Linked DNA regions of Sus scrofa: region 2 is linked to region 1. Evidence: chromatin contacts called from public HiChIP or PLAC-seq data. All regions are on one chromosome and are shown on one strand. The core of a region is the stretch at or near the end of the contact, and the rest is flanking DNA. Distances in the headings are between cores, read along the strand shown. Region 1 overlaps RUNX2 (runt-related transcription factor 2). Region 2 has its middle 320 kb from the start of CLIC5.

Region 1 (7,204 bases), core at 2,037-4,536:
ATTGAATGAACAGGCTATGTGTCTGCTCAATCCCACACTGATTCTAAAGGAGGAAAGCCCTCCATTCCCTGTAAGAAAGTGAGTATTGGTAATGCTGAGACACGGGTCCTGGCCGGTTTTTCCAGCTCTGCTAAAAGCAAAGTAAAATTCAGAATCATCTGGTTGGAGGCAGCTCCTGCCAAACAAGGGCCACTGTAGATAGAGCTTCAGAGGGCTTCTCAAAATGAAATCAAGGGTTTGCATTTCATTTTACTTTAGTCTCATGACATCATCCTAGTCCACGAAAGAGGGGGAAAAAATATGTTTACATTTAGGGTGGTTTTTTGGGGTTTAGCAATCACTTTACTCTGTTTATTTACTCTGCACATTCATGTTAAGGACTACCTGACAGGTACTGAGCAGGCAACCTGTACATGGGGATAAAATGACACAGTCTTTGATAGACTCTATACATGTTCATCAAGGAGCCAAATTATCTCCGAGGTTGAGAACGTTTTTCTAACTTTCAACACGATCCATAGTGAGTCCAACTCATTGTCAAGTTAGTCTAATTTTGCCAATGAATCAAGATCAAAACACTCCCACTAATTTATTTATTAAAATAAAGACCTGGGCATTCCCGTCGTGGCTCAGTGGAAACCAATCTGCCTAGGATCCACGAGGACACAGATTTAATCCCTGGCCTCGATCAGTGGGTTAAGGATCTGGCGCTGCTGTGAGCTGGGGTGTAGGTCGCAGATGTGGCTCTGGTCCCGCATTGCTGTGGCTGTGACATAGGCCGGCAGCTGTAGCTCCGATTCAACCCCTAACCTGGGAACCTCCATATGCTGTGGCTGAGCCCTAAAAAGACAAATAAATAAATAAGTAAAGACCTGGATCCAAGTATTTCTCTGTATTGTCTCAAAGCAATATGATCCAGCCAGAGAAGAACAAATAAACTGAGCTACCCTCTTCTTGCTGGGGGAAAACTAAACTGAAAGAAAAAAGGAAAAGGAGTCAGATGAGAATCCTACCATACAGTGCAGGGAACTAGATCCAGTCTCTTGGGATAGACTGTGATGGAAGATAATATGAGAAAGGGAATGTGTATGTATGCACAACTGGGTTACTCTGCCGTACAGAAGAAATTACCACAACATTGTAAATCAACTATACTTTAAAAATGTTAAAAAAAAAAAAAAAGAGGAGACACGAATGTGCTGAGAAAAAGCAGTTAAATAAATGTGAGCATCACTGTATAGATGGTTTTGGTTTCCGACTATGACACTTATGCTGCGGGAATCCATCAGTTTTAACTCTGCTGGAAAGACAGAAGGAAAAAGACCAACCTACACCAAATGAAATACAGACTAATGCAGGGAAGATTTTTTTCCTCCCCAGCTAGAAAGGAAACCTCTCTGTCCTTTTGGAATAAAAAGGGAACTTAAAAAGCCCTAATGTCAGCTTGTTAAGCGTAGAGCCCAACCTTTAGTGTTTACTATTTACTTAATCAACTCACTCACTTTTTAACATGCCTGAGGATGACAGAAAGGCTTCTTTGTATAGGCTTTTCCTGCTGCTTCTGTATGGAAAGGTTTTATTTCTACTGGAGAGCAATGGCATGCATTTTATTATATGAGAGGGTATCAACATGGCTTTTGTTACCTGTGCTCCTAAAACCAGAAAGAAAGACAAAGAAGTGACCCAGGAACAGAACCATCCGGTCAAAGATTCCTCCTGTTGAAAAGTCACCAACCAATATTTGGTGGAGGGGAAATCTGGCCGTGACACGCTCGCTCTTGTTTCAGGTCAGATACACAGTGGCTGCAGCTCTGGGAAGCTGCTGGTTCCACTGCATCCTTCACACGGGTCCAGGTGGGGATGATTTCAGCCTCGGTCCATCAGAGTCTGGGCTTAAGCAAGTAACCTGTTTCTCTCCTTCCATGAGCGCAAAGAGACGCTATCACCTTATGGCTCATAGAAAGCATGCTAAATGGTGATGCTTTCCAGACATCAGTGCCAAAATTAACTCGCAGTTGGTGCCTACTTGCTCACGTTTCATTCCAAGTTCAAGTTAGTTGCTCTGAAAGGGAGAGGTTTACTCCTGTTCGCATTTTGCTTTCAACCTCCAAAACCATGGCGAGAAATTAATCTTAACCACTGAACATCTGCTTTAAAACCCAAACCGACGTCCATCATCTTAATGACATCAATTACAGATATACTGGTTATAAAATTCGATTGTGAATGGTTGCAGAGCGTCACCACACAAACCATGAAAGCCAGAGCCCTGGTCCTGATTGAATTACTCAAAACAATAGTTCACAAATTAGTGAGCACTCATTATTGCAGGCTTGAAGTTAGGTTTTAGCTGATTCAAAAGTTCCCTTATTCATCTTGTCCATTCCCACCTAAATCCACAACTGCATCACTATGTGGTCTCCTACATCTACGCATAGACTCGTAAGAACATCAATATCAAAGAAGAACAAAGGCAGAATTAGCCACACACACACACACCCACCCCCCCGCCACAGCTTAATGCTGAATGGGTGACAATGGACCGGCCTCACCCTCTTCTGAATATTCCCTTGGGAAAGATCACATCAGCACTTCCCTCAGGATAAGAAATAGAAAACAGGTTGCTTCACTGATATAAATAACTCTGCGGTGCCTTACATGGAGTAACTTTTCATGTATGAAAACCAATTTCCTTAAGACAGACTGACAGAAATGGAACCTCTTCTTCCCTTTATTTTATTCATTTATATTTTTAGATCTGCACCTGCAGCATATGGAGGTTCCCAGGCTAGAGGTCGTATCGGAGCTGCAGCTGCCGGCCCACGCCACTGTCACAGCAACCCGGGATCCAAGCCGAGTCTGTGACCTACACCACAGCTCACGGCAATGCTGGATCCTTAATCCACTGAGCGAGGCCAGGGGTCGAACCCACAACCACATGGATCCTAGTCGGGTTTGTTAACTGCTGAGCCATGAAGGGAATTCCCTGCCCTGGAAACATTTTACAGGCTAGTAATTAATGCCTTCTGACGAGTCACGTTTTTTGAAAAATTGCAACCAGAGATTAATAGGGTTAATTCACCTAACAGATATCACAGATTCATGGAGCAAACTATTTAACAGGCACAGAAGAACAGAGAGAATCCCAGGAAGATATAATCCCTCACAGAACCAAAAAACAAAGAAATGAAAAGGAAACTTAAGCCGGTTTTTGTCAGTGTGGCTTCCTCCCACACATTTCCTGCCAAGGGTAGGCAGTCTGCGCTCAGAACAGAGAGGGGAACAGGGCCCAGGGGAAGGCCAAGAACAGCAATGGCACATAGCAGGTGCTCAATAAATGCCTGCTGACTGTATGCAGACTCCTGCCTTCTGCACTTTTCTTCCCCGAGGTGTTGAGACTGAATCTAATGGCACGTAAACTCCCTACAAGAAGGTTCCAACCCTGAACCTCATCATGCTCAGGCTGTGGAAGGACCTCGAGCCTCGGTGCCTCCGTCTGTTCCCTGCCTCCTGCTCCTTTCCTTGCCTTTGGCTCCTCCTGCTTCCTCCTCCAAACTAAAACACGCCAGGGGCATCTCCGCACAGCGGCTCTTCGGCAGACAGAGGCAGAATTTGTTACAATCCCTGAAAGTCCACATCACGGAGAAATCCAAAACCTTCCACTTCCAACCCTCCAGCCAGCAAACCCACAAAGCCATCCTCCCGCCACCCCGCAGCTGGAACCCTGCTCATCACCACGCATGCTCCGCTCCCCTCCGGCCTTTCTCTTGACTCCTTCTTCACACCATATGGTCACCCCACCCCACTTCCTGGTGCCTTTTTTTTTTTTTTGGCCACACACACACACACACACACACACACACACACACGGAATGTGAAAGTTCCTGGGCCGGGGATCAAACCAGCTCCGCCAAAGCGACCCAAGTTGCTGCCGTGACCACGCCAGATCCTTAACCTGCTGCATCAGCAGAGAACGCCCCTCCCCCATCCCTTTAACGAAGGTCTTCATTTCACTCAGTAATTCACTCCCACTTTCTTGGGGACTCAGCTTCCTCCAAATGATCAGGCTTTTCTTTAGAATTTCTACCACACACCGAAGATGTTAAGACTTTTACTTGTATGTGGCAGTTGACAAAAGACGAACACATATGATACATGTTGCCCCAAACACCATGAGAGGTAGGTTTGATTTTTATTTTTCCATTGATGATATCAAGGCTCTGAGGGACAGAGGGGTTTGTCAAGGACACTCCCTCTTGACAGGTCTGTACTGGGGCTCCAGGTGTGTACAAACGAAGTGCAAGTGTCCCTTCTGCTGTGCCACCTCCTCCTTGGTCCTGCCCACTCCTGTAATCCCCTCAAGGATCACCTCTCAAAGGCTGTTCTAAAGTCCTTCCACCACCACCCCCCCAAAAAAAGAAAGAAGAAAATAACAAGCTACAGAGTTCCCTTGTGGTGCAGTGGGTTAAGAATCTGGTGTTGTGGCTGCTGTGGCATGGGTTCAATCCCTGGTTTGGGAATTTCCACATGCCAAAAGAATGGCCAAAAAAGTGTGTGCAGTAAAAAAAGTTGAATTAAGAAAGAAAGAGAGAGGGAGAGAGAGGGAAAGAAAGAAAGAAGGAAGGAAGGAAGGGAAAGAAAGAAAAAAAGAGGGAGGGGGGAAAAGAACAATCTTGGTTTGCAATGATGGTTACACAACTTAAAAAATTTGCTAAAATATCACTGAATTGAACACTTATAATGGGTGGATTTTATGACATGTAAGCTATACCTCAATAAAGCTGATACAATAATCTTTAAGAAAAAATAATATGTCCTCTTCCCCGCCTCCTCTTAAACTTCCCCAGATCATCTTGTGAACCTGTCCTTCCCCGGACATTTCTTTTGGCCAAGATCACCGATGGTTTCCATGTTGCCAAACCCAATCAGCGGAATCTGACACCGCTGGTGACGTTACTCTGGAACTGAGTCCCTTGCTTCCAGGACACCACAGGCGTCCGGGCCCCGCCTGCTCACTGACCGCACCCGCTCAGTCTCCCTCACTAGCCCCTTCTCCCAATTCCAATTTTCAAATGTGTTTCTTTCAATCCCATGGCTCTAAATACCCCTCCCCTCACTCTATAGCCTGAGCCCCAAGACTCACGGTCATAATAAATGCGGAATAAAAAGTATATAAATAATTAAAAATATGTCAGACCCTTACGTCAAGAACCCAAGCTAAAATAAATTCAACTAAAAGAAGGAAGAATAGAGTTTGAGGCTAAAGAGGGGAGTATGAGATTTTAACTCAAGAAATCTGGATAGAAATAAGACCCCGAACGGAGTTCCCGTTGTGGCTCAGTGGTTAATGAATCCAACTAGGAACATGAGGTTGTGCGTTTGATCCCTGGCCTTGCTCAGTGGGTTAAGGATCCGGCGTTGCCATGAGCTCTGGTATAGGTTGCAGACGCGGCTCAGATCCCAAGTTGCTGTGGCTGTGGTGTAGGCCGGCAGCTATAGCTCCCATAGACCCCTAGCCTGGGAACCTCCATATGCCGCAGGAGCGGCCCTAGAAAAGGAAAAAAGACAAAAAAAGAAAGAAAGAAAGAAATAAGAACCGAAGAATGTTCCATACAAAAGGGGAAGGGGAGTCAGTCGGAGAGGAAGGAAGAGGCAGTGGTTCAACGCCACAGGTCCCTGTCAGGTTTTAGAACCAAGACCATAGCAACACATTCCTGCCAGCAAGTTTGTTTGGAGAGGATGGTCGTGGACCTTGAGGTTTGGCATCAGTGGCACCACTGACTTGAGAATCAGAATCATTAGCAAAAGGGCAATAGCTCTGGAAGTTCAGGGTGTTGGAAGGTTCTACACTATTTCCAGATCACTCTTTTTTTTTTTTTTTTTTTTTTTCTTTTTACAGCCATCCCTGAGGCACATGGAGGTTCCCAGGCTAGGGTCTGAATCAGAACTACAGCTGCCACCTGCGCCACAGCCACGGCAACGCGAGATCCAAGCTGCATCTGCCACCTACGCTGCAGCTTAATGCCAGATCCTTAACCACTGAGTGAGGCCAGGGACGAACTTGCATCCTCACAGGGAGGTCGCTGCGTCCTTAACCTGCTGAGCCACCACGGGAACTCCCTCCAGATCACCTTTAAAACCATTCTCTGTCCTGCCCCAGCTCATTCCCAGTTAAGTTGTGTTTACAAAATGAGTAGGTGAAGCGTGACAGGTTCACGGCGCTAACTACTGGATGATTCCATTAGCAGTCTGCTATTAATGTATTTCCAGTGGAGTTTCTTATACAAGAGAGGAACAATAATCAAGGAAATGATTTTTTTGTTGACTTAATGTACACGACAAAAAGGATGAGAAACTGAAGAAGGTCATTTTGCATTTGCCATTTAACACATTTTGGGCCCTAGGTAAAAGTACAATTTGTGGAGGTTATCACAGCTGGTTCCTTAGTAACCCAGTATTTCTTCATGAGGTTTCAAAGTTACAGAAGCGAAATATGAGAGAACTCCCAGGTGGTACAGTGGGTTAAGGATCCAGCACTGTCACTGTCATGGCTCTGGTCACTGCTGTGGCATAGATGTGATACCTGGCCCAGGAATTTTTGTATGCCATGGGAGCAGCCAAAAAAATAATAACAAAAAAATAAAAATGGGAGTTCCCATCATGGTGCAGTGGAAACAAATCCGACTAGGAACCATGAGGTTGCAGGTTTGATCCCTGGCCTCGCTCAGTGGGTTAAGGATCCAGTGTTGCCATGACCTGTGGTATAGGTTGAAGACGCAGCTTGGATCCGGTGTTGCTGTGGCTGTGGTGTAGGCCGGCAGCTGTAGCTCCGATTAGACCCCTAGCCTGGCAATCTCCATATGCCATGGGTGTGGCCCTAAAAAGACAAAAGACAAAAATATAAAAATTAAAAAATTAAAAAAATAAAAGTGAAATATGAACTCTAGGTATTTCATGGAGAATTTAAGATACTTAAGAAATACTCTGCATTGCCTCTGATGAGCACTGGATTGGTTTTCATTTCCTACCCCAGAACACCTCATTGCATCTGTCACATAATCAGAGCGTCTTTATTTGTATTTGTCCTAGTCCAGCCCTTCGAGCTTCCTTGTCTCATAAACAGGGAAAAATGCCCTTTAGAACAACGTCTGCAACTTTAGAACCACCCCAAAGCTTTGGACCACAGTGACTGACTGGGTCTCTT
Region 2 (7,204 bases), core at 3,414-5,913, 230 kb before region 1:
CCATGAGGGCATGAATTTTTTTTTTTTTCTTTTTTTTTTTTTTTTGCTATTTCTTTGGGCCGCTCCCACGGCATATGGAGGTTCCCAGGCTAGGGGTCGAATCGGAGCTGTAGATGCCAGCCTACGCCAGAGCCACAGCAACGCAGGATCCAAGCTGCGTCTGCAACCTACACCACAGCTCACGGCAACGCCGGATCGTTAACCCACTGAGCAAGGGCAGGGACCGAACCCGCAACCTCATGGTTCCTAGTCGGATTCGTTAACCACTGCGCCACGACGGGAACTCCGAGGACATGAATTTTTATCTCTTTTGCTCAAAAATGTAGTTCAAGCACCTAGACCAGTACCTGGCACATGGTAGTTGCTTAATAAACATGTGTTTAAAGATCAAATAAATGTATGAGTGCTTTGCTTTTCATCTCCTCCTTTGATACAAAGTGATGCATTGTCATCATTTCCTTGGCCCTTAATTTGCTGTTTCTAATCTGCTGTGGGTTGGGAAAGTAAAATATAGATAGATGGATGGATAAATAGATAAAAGAAATTGTGCCATAACTTAATAGAACTTTTAGAACTTTCTGCAATGATGGAAATTTCTCTGTACACTACAAACTTACTACTATTAAGCTCTTGAAGTGTGGCTAGTTCAGCTAAGATACTGAATTGTGCATTTTATCCAATTGTAACTAATTTAAATTAATTGTAAATAGACATGTGTGGCTAGTGGCTACTGTCCTTAATGACACATGTTTTGAACAAGGTGCTAAATAAGAAGCAATAAGGAGTTGTCTGAAGGTCAGGGGACAGTTATTTTGAAAACTCAGTCGCTTAATTTTTTTTAATTTATTTCTGCCCGGATATGAGTGAATCATGGACCCAGTCAAAAGGTCCTCCAGCAGATGTGGGCATGGGAGGGAAGTTGGAGAGTGATTTGGCTCTAGGAGGACTGGTCAGCCTTAGTGAAGATGAAGGGCCAGGGTGGCTTAAGGTGAGAAGTAGGGATGCTCATCAGTGTGCACCTGAGGCCAGGTGAGCCTGGGGAGAAAAGCTGCTCTTTTCAGGAAGCCACTCCATCCTGGTTGCTCAGGGCAGACAGATCCTCCTGAGACACCAAGGACCAGCTCAGTCGAGAGTCCCCTGGGGCACCGAGCACACAGTTGGCACCAGCCTGGGTGCTGATGGCACACTGATATGGGTGTTGGGGCTTTCTTTAAAAATCCCAGATTGCTCGTGATTTTTCCAACACAGGCTTCAAGCAACCAGGATTGTCATCAAAGCTCTTTTCTGTCCCTATTCTAAGAGACAAAGATCATTCTAATCCAGCTGGGAAGCTTCAGCGTCTATTATCAGACCAGATAAGGGGTTTTGCAGGCCAACTATGTTCTGCAGGGGTGACTTGATGGCTTTTCGAGTCTGACGGAGGCGGTTCCTGCTTGTTGGAGGGGCTCCATCCATCCTTTACATCTTTGTCCCAGGTGTTTCCTGGAGCTACATCAGCTAGCTCTCTTGTGTTCCGAAATGGCATCTGCCTCTCTCTGTAAGAGAAAACACTGTCTCTGGACACATACCTCTTTCCTGGCCAAGGATAACATTGCTTGTCTGCGACCTGCTGGTCCATCCATGCCACTGACAAGCACACCCACCAACTCCCTTAAAAAGGAACCCCTTTGACCTCAACCACCCACGCTGAGGGATCAGGTCCTATTTCAGCACCCAATCCATGCAATGCTTTGGTTTTTGAGATAAAGATATGCATAGATGGAGATTCATGTATATACATAATAGAACATAAAAGCAATAACTGATCATTACATAAAATGTAAATATATACAATATATACGTATGCAAATATATGTATATCCAAAGGCATCTCAGTTACCATTTGGTTGTTACTGGCCTGCCATTTCTCTTTGTACAGAGAGAAATTTCCCCTCTTGACCTAGAAAATGTACATGCAAATATACATACATATGCAAATGTAGGCACATATGCAAATGTGCATGCATGCAAAAACATTCAGCGACCTTCATCCAAAGGCAACTTCAGTTACCATTTGGTTGCTTCTGGCCTGCCATTTCTTTTTGCACAGAGAGAGTTTCCCCTCTCAACCTAGTTGCTAGCATTTATAATCAGTATCTTGTTTGTTGTTCTATCATGAGCTTTCACCTTCTAATCATACAGATTTAGCAAACATCATTTGGAATTTCTGCAGAGCGTTTCATTAAGAGGAGCTGCCATATCCGCTTACTCTTTCCCCTCTTGAAAGATGTTTATTTTCTAACATTGCCCATTTCTAAATTAATGATCACAAATAACTCTGTGTGCAAAGACACACAGCAGTTTTGGGAAACTCTCCTTAGGATGGAGTCATAGAAGAGGAATTTCTGAGTCCAGGGTCAGGAAGATGGGGAGCCAAGGTCCAGGGTGGACCAGAGCCGAGTTTATGAACGGATCAGCTTGACCTTCTTGATGTTCCAGCTCCCTGACACAAGACCTATTGCAACAAGGTTACCTGGGCATTTATTTAAAAACCCAGGTTCCTAACAGTCATTAGGCGATAATGGCTTGATGATGGCTGCTTCTGAAAAACCTGATCTCCGGGGCGGGGACACTTTTTGAAGAAAGTCTTTCTGAGCTTTCTGTTTAACTGTTGCTGTTAAAACTGCAGGCAACAGGCCTATTCCTAACGCTTGCCTCTCAGCAGCGGGGCGGGGGGGTGGTGGGGGGAGACCTCATAACAGCAATGAGTTCATTTCTTAATTCCTTTTTGAAATATTCACTTTACAAAAATTTAATTATCCTACTTAAAGATATGGAAATTGAGGAGTTCCCATTGTGGCTCAGCGAGTTAAGAACCCGACCAGCATCATTCATGAGGATGTGGGTTCCATCCCTGGCCTCGCTCAACAGGTTAAGGATGTGGAGTTCTACAAGTTGCAGTGCAGGTCGCAGATGCAGCTCAAATCAGGTGTTGCTGGGGCTGTGTAGGCTGGCAGCTGCAGCTCCGACTGGACCCCTAGGCTGGCATTTCCATATGCTACCAGTGTGGTTGTGAAAAGGAAAAAAAAAAAAAAAGGAAATGAGACACCACTGATTAAAAGCCCTGCCTTTGCCTTACATGATCTTGAAAGTTAGTCTTTCCCTGTGTGAATTTTTTTTTTTTTTTTTTTTTTGGCTTTTTAGGCTCCCATCTGTGGCATACAGAAGTTCCCTAGTCTAGGGCTTGAATCGGAGCTGCGGCTACTGGCCTACACCACAGCCACAGTGTGTAACAAGGGATCTGAGCCACATCTGCAACCTACACTGAAGCTCCCAGCAATGCTGGATCCTTAACCCACTGAACGAGGCCAGGGATGGAACCCACATCCTCATGGATACTAGTCGGGTTCCTTACCCATGAGCCACAATGGGAACTCCATTCCCCTTCCCCGTGTGAATTCTTTTTTTTGCTTTTTAGGGCTGCACGTGTGCCATATGGAGTTTCCCAAGCTAGGGGTCTAATCGGAGCTACAGCTGCCAGCCTACGCCAGAGCCACAGCAATGCCAGATCCAAGCCGAGTCTGCGACCTACACCACAGCTCACGGCAACCCTGGATCCTTAACCCACTAAGCAAGGCCGGGGATCGAACCTGCAACCTCATGGGTCCTAGTGGGATTCGTTTTCACTGCACCACGACGGGAACTCCCCCTGGGTGAATTCTTTATTCCTCTTTTAAATACTGCTGTTTCTGTGTCCGTCAACGATTTCCTCTACCTGGCCTCTGGAGTCTGATTTTTCTCTTGACTGGAAGTTACAGACAGAGGCTCATCACATTGAATCATGAACCTCGAGGAGGTAAGTGGAATTTTGGTAACACACCAGTTCCATGTCCATCAAAGGAAAAGTGGGAATCGCTGTCGGGATCCTCTAAGAAGGAAAAGTCCATTGGGCTCAGACCCAAGATGTACAAAGAAGACTCGGGTCTCTTCCATCTCCCTGAACCCCAACGTGTTCCTCGGTGTTCCTTTTATTAGGAACAATGAATCCACACCCTCAAAAGTGAGACATAAAACAGAGACGGAAGCGGAGTCAAAAGCAGAGACAAATTTGGAGCACGCGGAACTTCCGGCTGAGCTGGGTGTGACCCCAGCGGCTGCCGCCCGAAGGAGCTGGAGGGGAACAGCTGGCCTCCTGCACCTTGGCCCCACGTCAAAACCTCTTTCTTGGAGGAGGCGCTGAAAAGGTGTCTGGGTATTAATTTGTCTGTTGCAAGAGGTTTTAGTGCTGCTATAAATCACTCCTGATCACAAACAGGCCCTCCGTGGAGGTGTCTCTGAGATGCTTGAACTTGATGAGGCCTGAAAAGAAGAAACTTCAGCCAGTCCCATGGGAGTGGGGGGTAGGAGAAGCCAGACTACGGGCCAAGGTTAATCATCTGATGTGGTTAAAAGGCAAAAGCTCTGGCCCACAAAATCGCCCAACAAAAGTGAATCTGGCATGTGTAGCATTCTGGTAGCTGAGGGTTTTTTTGGGGGAGAGAGGGTTGTTGTGATTGTTGTTGTTGTTTTAAAGGAAGCATTTCTCCAAAGACGTGTTGAAACCCAGAGGCTGTAGTTCAAGGTTAAAGGGCCTGAGCCAGGAAAGGGCAATGTTCCGTTTTCTGGGTGAGACAGCCTTTTAATATTAGACAAGCAGCCTGCTGAACCCCAATGGGGAAGTTGAGAGGATGGCCATGGAGATGGTGACCTGGCCGGGTCATGGGGTCAATTTAAGATAAGAAAGTTCCCTAGAGTTTGAAGTTACTTCATCCAAGTCTCCAGTTATACTCAGACTGGAGCATAGCCTGGGACAATGAACCCACCCCAGGTCCAACCTCTAAGTGCTGCCTGATGAAGAGAACAGAGACCAGGGCAGGGCAGCTGGGAGCAGGTGCTTGTGATGTAGCACAATTTTTACCTTTCTCTTATTAAGATGCACCTTCTCCTTAGAGTGGGTATGAAAGGCTGGAAATCCCTGGCCCAAGGGCCAAAGATTGGGTGGTCCAGGAGTCTGGGATGTTAACAACTCCCCTTCCCCATCGTGGGATTCTGATATTGCTGGTTGATGTTGTGACCAAGACCCGAGACTCTCCCTGCCCCAACCCCACCCAGCCACACACCAAGCGTGGCTCCCGAGCCCCAAACATAACACTTTCCGTCAGGGTTGAGCAAGCCTCAGATAAGCTCTGTGCTCCTCGGGTGAAAAGGCCATGGTTTCATGGCCCTTCTTTTGGAATGAATCACAGAAGGAGGACTCTGCATTTATTCTTTGTGTGTACAAGCCAATGACTCAACTCTGGCAGCGGCATTCTTGTAAGATGGCCTTTGGGGGCCCCATCAGCCAAAGAGATAGTCAAATGCGCTATGCGCTAGTTGACTGTGGCCACACCACCCCCTCAGAGTGACCTTTATTGATTGTTGTTCCCAGATGCTCATTGTCCTCTCCCCATCCTTCAGAACTGCAACCAAGGAACAGAGCATAAGAAAGAAAGAAATGTTTACTTTTTTAAACCATTAAGTTGTTTTTTTTTTTTTTTTTTTTTTTTTTTTAGGGGGGTGATTTTTAGTGCCATGCCTGCGACATAGGGAAGTTCCCAGGCTAGGGGTCCAATTGGAGCTGCAGCTGCCAGCCTATGTCACAGCCACAGCCACAGCAACACGGGATCTGAGCCATGTCTGCGACCTACACCACAGCTCATGGCAATGCTGGATCCTTAACCCACAGAGCAAGGCCAGCGATCAAACCTGAATCCTCATGGATGCTAGTCAGATTCGCAACCTGCTGAGCCACAATGGGAACTCCAGGGGTGTTTTTTACTGTGACAAAAGCTGGTGGACAGACACAGACTTGCTCCTCAAAAGACACAGAAATATAGGACATTCCTTCACCCAACATACTTCTCCTAAACACCTACTCTGTGCAAGGTATTATTCAAGGTTAAATGTACAAACCTTACAAACATGGCCTCTGACCACCGCCTACCATTCAGCACTATCCCTCCTGCTACAGAAAATATTATCCTTTTTTTTTTTTTTTTTTTTCCTTTTTTGGCCACCCCCATGGCACATGGAAGTTCCCAGGCTAGGGATCGAACCTGAGTCACAGCTCCGACCTACATCACAACTGCAACAATGCCAGATCTTCACCAACTAAGTCAGGCCAGGGATGGAGTTGGCACCTCCACAGAGACAAGCCAGATCATTAACCCACTGCTCCATAGCAGGAACTCCTCATGTCACTCTTTCTCCTCAGAGCCTCTCAGTTGTTCTCCAGTCAACTCAAAATTAAAGCCCAAGTCCCTTATGACGGCCTGGAGCACCCCCCTACCCCACCCCTGACCTTGTCTCTTCTGCCATCTCATTTTCTACCACCGCTGGCATGCATGCCTGGAGTCCCGGCTGTTGCTGAAATACGCCAAGTGTGCTCCTGCCTCAGGGCTATTCTTTCTTCCTTGTCTCTTGTTCCCCAGGATACCACCAGGCTCTCTCCCTCCCCTCCTTTAAGTCTTTGCTCAAGTGTCACCTCCTCACTGAAAAAAAATACTGAGTTTCAATGAGAGTTCCTGTCATGGCACAGCGGAAACGAATCCGACTAGGAACTATGAGCTTGTGGGTTCGATCCCTGGCCTCACTCAGCGGGTTAAGGATCCGGTGTTGCCATGAGCTGTGGTGTAAGTCACAGACACGGCTCGGATCCTGTGTTGCTGTGGCTGTGGTGCAGGCCAGCAGTAACAGCTCGGATTTGACCCCTAGCCTGGGAACTTCCATACGCCACGAGTGTGGCCCTAAAAAGACAAAAGATAAAAAATAAAATAAAATAAAATACTGGGTTTCAAGCAAAAATTAAAATATTGGAAACTTGTCCCTGCCACTTCCCCAAATGCAAAGGCTTTTCTGATGAGACTGGAGATGATATGGATAAATGTGATTTTGATATTGGACCATGAAAGGTGTGAACTTTGGGAAAAGTCTGCATGACTTGATGAACCCACACTTTCCCAGTGATCCATGCCTGAGTGTGGGAAAAAGAGCCATGCAAAGTGCAAGGTGGACCAATGGATTTTAATGACATAAGCATATTGACATGATTTCTGATTTGACATTGCAACCAACCTTTAAGAAAGGACTGCTTAGAGTTCCCGCTGGGGCTCAGTGAGTTAAGAATCCAACATAGTGCCCATGAGGA

The links. HiChIP or PLAC-seq counts read pairs in DNA pulled down with a chosen protein or histone mark.
Region 2: an H3K27ac HiChIP or PLAC-seq map of alveolar macrophages shows a contact between it and region 1. The contact joins two enhancer-like sites. A contact is called at or near these places in 1 of 47 Hi-C or Micro-C datasets (epiblast stem cells) and 1 of 2 datasets of contacts at active chromatin or transcription factors (alveolar macrophages).

The regions. Positions count from the first base shown.
Region 1 is chr7:40,250,558-40,257,761 of Sscrofa11.1, reverse strand. All of the region lies in intron 5 of RUNX2 (runt-related transcription factor 2), which reads right to left. Among named protein-coding and RNA genes, the nearest start is that of SUPT3H, 93 kb to the right of the region's middle. Within about 2 kb of position 3,286, at least 11 of the 83 cell types and tissues checked have an H3K27ac peak or open chromatin away from gene starts, as enhancers often do. A contact at or near this core is called in alveolar macrophages, where this site is marked.
Region 2 is chr7:40,483,985-40,491,188 of Sscrofa11.1, reverse strand. No RefSeq gene overlaps it. Among named protein-coding and RNA genes, the nearest start is that of CLIC5, 320 kb to the left of the region's middle. Within about 2 kb of position 4,663, at least 11 of the 83 cell types and tissues checked have an H3K27ac peak or open chromatin away from gene starts, as enhancers often do. A contact at or near this core is called in alveolar macrophages, where this site is marked.